2 separate regions of the Mus musculus genome follow, and region 1 is linked to region 2. A link is a contact called in public HiChIP or PLAC-seq data. All regions are on one chromosome and are shown on one strand. The core of a region is the stretch at or near the end of the contact, and the rest is flanking DNA. Distances in the headings are between cores, read along the strand shown. Region 1 holds the start of Mkrn2os (makorin, ring finger protein 2, opposite strand). Region 2 has its middle 32 kb from the start of Timp4.

What was found. HiChIP or PLAC-seq counts read pairs in DNA pulled down with a chosen protein or histone mark.
Region 1: a contact with region 2 is called in a FOXA1 HiChIP or PLAC-seq map of pancreatic cancer cells. The contact joins the promoter of Mkrn2os here to the enhancer-like site in region 2. A contact is called at or near these places in 1 of 39 promoter capture datasets (hippocampal neurons), 2 of 115 datasets of contacts at active chromatin or transcription factors (bone marrow-derived macrophages and pancreatic cancer cells) and 1 of 9 other capture datasets (pancreatic islet).

What each region holds. Positions count from the first base shown.
Region 1 is chr6:115,590,706-115,594,090 of GRCm38.p6, reverse strand. Mkrn2os (makorin, ring finger protein 2, opposite strand) reads left to right here and starts at 1,515. Exons shown (of 4, transcript NM_001101431.1): 1 at 1,515-1,817. The coding sequence starts at 1,600.
Region 2 is chr6:115,282,809-115,286,339 of GRCm38.p6, reverse strand. No RefSeq gene overlaps it. Among named protein-coding and RNA genes, the nearest start is that of Timp4, 32 kb to the right of the region's middle. Within about 2 kb of position 2,004, at least 60 of the 459 cell types and tissues checked have an H3K27ac peak or open chromatin away from gene starts, as enhancers often do. A contact at or near this core is called in bone marrow-derived macrophages and pancreatic cancer cells, where this site is marked.

The sequences.
Region 1 (3,385 bases), core at 266-2,765, 310 kb before region 2:
GACCATCTGCATATCAGATATGTACATTATGATTCATAACAGTAGCAAAATTACAGCTAAGAAGTAGCAATGGAAATAATTTTATGCTTGGGGTCCCCACAACATGAGAAACTGTATTAAAGGGTCACAGCATTAGGAAGGTTTGAGAACCCCTGGTCTAGAGACTTGAGGCTGCCTGGTACTGCTGGACTCAAAGAGCCTACTTCCGATGTGGTGGGTTATTATTTATTTATTCTTATCCAATGTACACTGGTTTGACTTTTGTTTCTAGTTACAACCTAAGATGGATATGCCTGCAGGAGGTTGGGGGGATATTCCTTTAGGGAAACAATTATGTTTGTTTATCTGAGAAAAAAGAGGAAGGAGCTGGGCATGGTGGTGCACGACTTTAATCGCAGCACTAGGGAGGCAGAGGCAGGCGGATCTCTGAGTTTGAGGCCAGCCTGGTCTACAAAGTGAATTCCACAGGCTATACAGAGCTATACAGAGAAACCCTGTCTCGAAAAAAAAAAAAAAAAGAAAAAAAAAAAACCAAACCACAAAACAAAACAAACAAAAAAACAAAAACAAAACAAAAAGCAGCAACAAAAAAAAAAAAAAAGAGGAAGGGAGGCAGTGTGGGAAATAAGATAAATGATTCAAAAGAGTCATGGAAACAAAGCGGTCTTTACCGAAGAACCGTTCTGCAGAAGGGACACCAGGACAGAGAAAAGGGGAAAACAGCTTCCTGCTGGTTGTGTTTTTTTTTTCTTTTTCTTTTGTTGTTTGTTTGAGACAGGGTTTTTCTGTGTAGCCCTGGCTGTCCTGGAACTCACTTTGTAGACCAGGCTGACCTCAAACTCTGCCTGCCTCTTCCTCCCAAATGCTGGGATTAAAGGTGTGCACCATCATGCCTGGCAAGACAGGGCTTTTTAAAGTCTCTTCATCACCAGAAATCCCTGCCCCTTTTACCTATAAGCTGGGACTTGCCTCCTCCAAATTCCCCATCCAAGTGGCACAGGACACAGTCTTACCTCGTGAATAACTGGAGGCTTGAGACTGCCCCGCTTATGAAGAAGGACTGTGTCATGCAGCAGGCTGTTTGTAACTTTCCAACTTTCAGAGTTATATGAACCAGTGCCCGCTGCTCTGCTGGCTAGGGGAGAGAGGGGCCAGACCCCTCCTGTTTAATCTCATGACCCTCTGATGAACTCTGAGCCCACCCCAGTCTGAAATCAGACTCTAAAACGTATCTGTTCCAGCAGGAAGGCAGTCACAACGAATTACTCTTAGTATCATAAGGAGAGGCTGAAGGAAGGGGAGACGGGCTGCATGGGAAAGCAGGGCTTTAGAGGATAAGTAGGAGTGGCTGTCACCAGCTGCAAACGGCAGCATCTAAAAAGAAATTTGGTAAGCCAGCTCAAATAAGAACTAGCTCTTTAAGAGTCCAGCAGGGGCAGCCTGGTTACTGGTTAATCTACCTAGCTTGGTGTCTAAAGCCTCCACCCAGGATGATGTCACTGTAGATTAGGTTACTCAGGTGGTGTGAGTTAGCCAGCTGTATAATGAGGAAAAGGAAGTCTCCTGAAACCTGTCTTGGTGGCTTGGCAATCATTCGGGATGCACTTCGAAGGAGCTGGGAAGCCTCTAATTAAATTCAGGCACTGCGAGAGGTCCATCTACACCTTCAGTGTACCCCAATGCTGCCCTCTCTGCCAGGGGGACGTGGGCTCCACCAGGATAGAGGACGCACCTATCAGCATCTCAGATCCATTCTCCAACGGTCATCAAGAGAAGTGCGCCTTCCTCCTCAAACCGACGCGAGGGACGTTCCTTAGGTACAGTGGTTTGGGTTATGACACCCGGTGCATGCGTTTCTGCTGTGTGCCAGTCATCAAACCTTCTCTGAAGGATGTGTGCAGTGCAGTGTGTGTGGGCTTGCTTTGGGTAGACTGTAGTCTTTATGTCTTCATCCGCAGGCCTGTTTGTCCATCAGAGTGGTTGGTATGCGGCCAGGGTGTGGGACTTGCCTGCCTAGGGTAAGGCCCTGGGTTTTGTGCACACATTTGAGTAGTATGTGGAAGGCTTCGAGTTGCATGAAGACACCTGCTGAGTGATTTTAGGAGGAAAGGATGTGCTGCTGAGCGGCAGGGTGGGAATAGCCAGGCAGTGAATGTTATCGGCGTGAGATGTAAGCGACGGCTCATAGCTTATGTGACAAGCAGGTACAATGTGCAGAGCAAAGTACAATCCGCAAGAGATGGTTCTTGATGGGGGTGAATTTAATTAGCAAGGAAGTCTGAGGGTTCTCCCCCTTTTCTTCTTTTCATTTCCTCTTCCTTTTACAGTGCTAGAGGTAGAATTCAAAGTCTCATACGGGCTGGATACGTGCTCAGAGCTAAACTGCACTCCTAAGCCTGCTGCCTTTCTCTTTTCCCTTGAAACAGGCTCTCGCTGTATAAATAACACAGACTGGCTTGGAACTGGCTATGCTGACCAGAGCGGTCATGACCATGTGAATCTCCTGCCTCAGCCTCTTGAATGCTAAGATCACAGACATGAGCCAGCAGAGAGCCTCTTCCAGTCTTAAAACATACAAGTTAATACAATTCCAATAAAAAGTCATTCGCTTTTTTTTTCCCTGAAAGTGCAAACTTAACTTAATGTTAAATGTGAAAACTCAACAAAAAGAGGCAAGTGTTAGGGCTGGAGGGAGAGCTCTGCTATTTGCAATCCCAGAAGACGGAGGTTCGGTTCCCAGAACCTACACGGTGTCTCTTGATTATCCGTCACTCCAGTTCTAGGGAAGCCAACTGTCTCCTCTGGGCTCTGGGGGTAGTACACATACATGGTGCGCATACACACACACACACACACACACACACACACACACACAGAGAGAGAGAGGCAAAAACACCTGTACTCATAAATTTAAAAAATGTACAATATTAAGAATGAGGAAAATATGCATATAAGTGAGTTATCAATTTTAGATCTATACAATTATCTTTCAATAAAACATATATTTGATATTACTCAAATATTCATCTTTTCTGGAGCTTTTCATTCCTTTGGGTAGATCCAGACCCTTTTCTTCCATGGTCTCTCTTTTGCTTAAAAACCTTCCTTTAACTTTTTGTTGTTGTTCACTTAGCCCAGGCTGGCCTTGAACTTGCTATGTAGCCCAGTCTCTGGTATCTTTTTTTGTTTGTTTGTTTTTTTCGAGACAGGGTTTCTCTGTATAGTCCTGGCTGTCCTAGAACTCTGTAGATCAGGCTGGCCTCGAACTCAGAAATCTGCCTGCCTCTGCCTCCCGAGTGCTGGGATTAAAGGCGTGTGCCACCACTGCCCGGCCAGTCTCTGGTATCTTGAACTAAAGAAAACATAGACTTGCCAAACTAAAGCT
Region 2 (3,531 bases), core at 755-3,254:
AACTTCCAGGCCAACCAAGGCTGCAGAGTCTCTCTTAATAAAATTAAGTTACATTAAAATTTAAAAGTTCACAAGAGTATAATGAGATTTTTCATTCTATACCAGCAAAGGTTACTCTATATGTGTGTGTGTGTGTGTGTGTGTGTGTATGTGTGTGTGTCACTAGTGCACACACGCTCACTTGCAAGCTCACCAGCTCACGTGCATGCTCGAACATCTGCACTCACAATATATCATTGCCAGTGGGAAGCCTGGCAGCTGCATCTGTTTCTCCAGGTGTCCACCCTTAACTCTAATTCTTCTACAGCTATAGCCTTAGGTCATTTCAGTTGGGTTTAAATCGCCCTAGAGGACCACTGATCTGGGAGGTGGAGAAAGGCACTTGGCTATTTTGGGAGGAGTCACATGGAAGGCAACTAGGTGATCTTTGAGACAGAGGTGGGATTTATTGTGATGACCTCAGAAATAGCCATTTTTAGGAGTGGACATTTACTTCATCTAATCCTTAAACTCACCCAGAAAAGGGCATTTTGAGACAGAAAAACTAATTGCTTGCAAGGTCAAATCAGTCAATAATTAGCAGAGCCTGGATGCAAACTCAGACTTGATTCAGGCTCTTTTCATTGGCTAACAATATCTTCCCACTTCCTCCTGGCCTATCACCTGCCTCTATACACCTCTCCTTAGAAATGAAACCCATTCTGTTTGTTTCAGGAAGGACAAGTCCTAACCCTAAAGACCCTAAAGACAGTATTAAGGCTCATTCATTTGTCTATGTCACTAACTCCCTTCATGACTGTGGTAAATGTCCAAGGTACCTGGGCCTCAGTTTTCTCATCTGTAAACAGGCAATAAGACTAATTGTTGCTTTCAACTATGAAACTGTAAATGAATTCTTTGTAACCCCCCCCCCCCCTTGCCTACAGGCCTCCGGATCTTGTGGACTCATCCCAGCTCTCCCTTACCTGTGATGGAGGCTTTTCTGACCCGGAGCTAGACATACGCTCCACTGAGACACGTACAGCTTGCTGTCTGTCTTACACTTGCTTAACTCATCTTATTCATCCTCTTTCCATACCTTATCGGACCTTATCTGAATCCCTAACATATTTAAACTCAGAGAATTCCTATTCATGAATGAGAGAGAACATATAATTTAATTCCTCCATGAGAGACAGTAGTTTGTTTCCATGTTTGATTGGTTCCATGTTGGGTTCCCCCACTCCCGTGTTGCAACCAATATTCTTTTGCTTGTTTCCTTGTGGATATGAAGTCTCTATAGAAGTATCCAGAAATGAGATTCCCGAAGCTCAGCTAGGCACTGGATGTTGGAAATGATCCCCCACAGTGGTAGTGCCCATACAGGCTCCCACTAGCGATGTGTATGTGTAGAGTTTTCCTACATTCTCATTGATAACTATCAAGCTGAGTTTTCCAAGCTGACACGGTGACTGCATTCCTTAAGACAGTACACATCTCTCCTATTGGCTGTGGACTTTGTGAGTGCAGAAACCTTCGTTAGCTCAGTTTTATGATCTTCCCATGAAATTTGTTGAGCTTAGTAAATACACAATAAAGAATTATCAACAAGTACATAATGGACAGAATTTATTCACTTTGATCCAGGAGATGGGAAGCCCCGTGAAGACAGATGAATCTTTCTGTTTACTTATCTGGGCTGAGAACTGTCAGAGGAAGCCCCATAAGCTAGAGTAGATCTGATCTGCAAGACAGGCAGAGTTGGCCTACAGACCAAAAGCTTTTGGCCCAAGTTTTTTCACACTACTCACTGGGTGTTTGACTATTGTGAGGTACTACTTTCCAAGTCTCTGGAACCATCTTAATTAAGTACCAAGAGGTTTACTTCTCAATGGCCCCACCCCTGGTCCAGATTACTAGAGTCTAGGTAGAATCCCTGTGTTCCTTGGACTAGGGTACTGCATGACTATGGTAAACGCCTTCCCTTTCTGTCACCCCAACAGTCCCTCCCGGGTGACTCATTTTCTAAATAAGCTACTTGTGGTTTGGGTTTGACATCACATGTGGAAGAATGAGTAACATTTTAGGAGTCAGAATTATATTTGATCAGAATAAGACCCACAGTGCATGTTACTCATAGTTTTAAGCCAAGGGGTCAACACTGGTAATTTGTCCCCCAAGCTCTCATCCAGCCAAGTTTGTGTATACTGTATTATATGATCACACTATGAAAATTTGAGAAAATGATTTCTTATAGACCATGCAAGATTAAATAAAATACAGCAAAGTGATGAGGGGCATGTGTTCTACTGTACTGTGGCTTGGCTTGCTCACTGTAGTGTGCATTCACATGTGTGTGAACACACGTGGAAGTCTGAGGTTGACTCTAGATGTCCTTGATTGCTCACCACCTTCTAGTTTGAGACTGGGTCTCTGGCTGAATGTAGAACTCACTGTCTCAGCTAGTAGTTTGCTCCGGAGACTCCCTGTCTGTGCCTCCCACACACTAGGTTTACAGACAGGCTCCCATACCCACCTGGCTGTTTTCTCGGTGAGTCTGAGGATCCAAACTTTGTTCTTCATACTTGTGCAGCAGGTACTTTACCTGAGGAACCATATTCTGACCCCCAATTATTTGGGTTTAAATCTTACTTGTACAACTTGACCAACTGGATAACCTTAAACAAGTAATTGGGGTTTTCTTCAATTTCTTCATGTGTAAAATTATAATAGTACTTATCCCATAGGAGATCAATAAGTTGCTTTAAGTGCTTAGAATTATGCTTAGTAAGCTCTGGATATGTTAGTAAACATGTCTTTGACTCCATCACGACGTCTACACATAGGGTAAACGCTCAATCCATGTCACTAAAGAAGCACGTTGTGTTGCGGTGTATTTGGAACCAGAGGGAGAGAAGCATGGATAAGTGGAAGACTCTTGTCAGTAAAGAGCTTCAGAACAGGCTACCTCAAAATATGCCACGCTGGGCACGCTGATTATTTTGAGCCAAAGGCAGTGGGCACTGAGAGGTACAGGGGGAGTTCTCTGCTCTCCCTTTGTGCCTGAAACAGGACCTAAAACTCTCATGAAGAAGATGTTCCCTCACCAACCTATACAATAAGAACATTTTTACAACCAGAGACTAGAGATTAACATGGAAATGCGTTTATACAAACAAAATCTTAAGATGTGTGACCGTCTCCTTCACCATTTTCCCATGTGCATCCTAATTCCTTTCCCACAGTTCACTAGCTTTACACCAGACCCCTTTGTAGTGTCACATCTTCAAGTTGTCATTCTTCGAATCTTCACTTTCCTTATAAAGACACACAAGTAGGTATAAAAACAGAATGCATATGCAGGCCTGGGCAGGCAGAGGTATAGTGTTTGCCTCGCATGAGTGAGACTCTGAGACCCTGGGTTCCAACCTCAGCAGAAAGAGAGGGGAGGCAGATTGATTGATTCTCCCTATTGCCCTTCGTTTAGCTCTCTGTAGGTGTGTGTACTGTGCAAGGAAGGATGGAGTGATAGCACTCATCAGGTGCCATTCA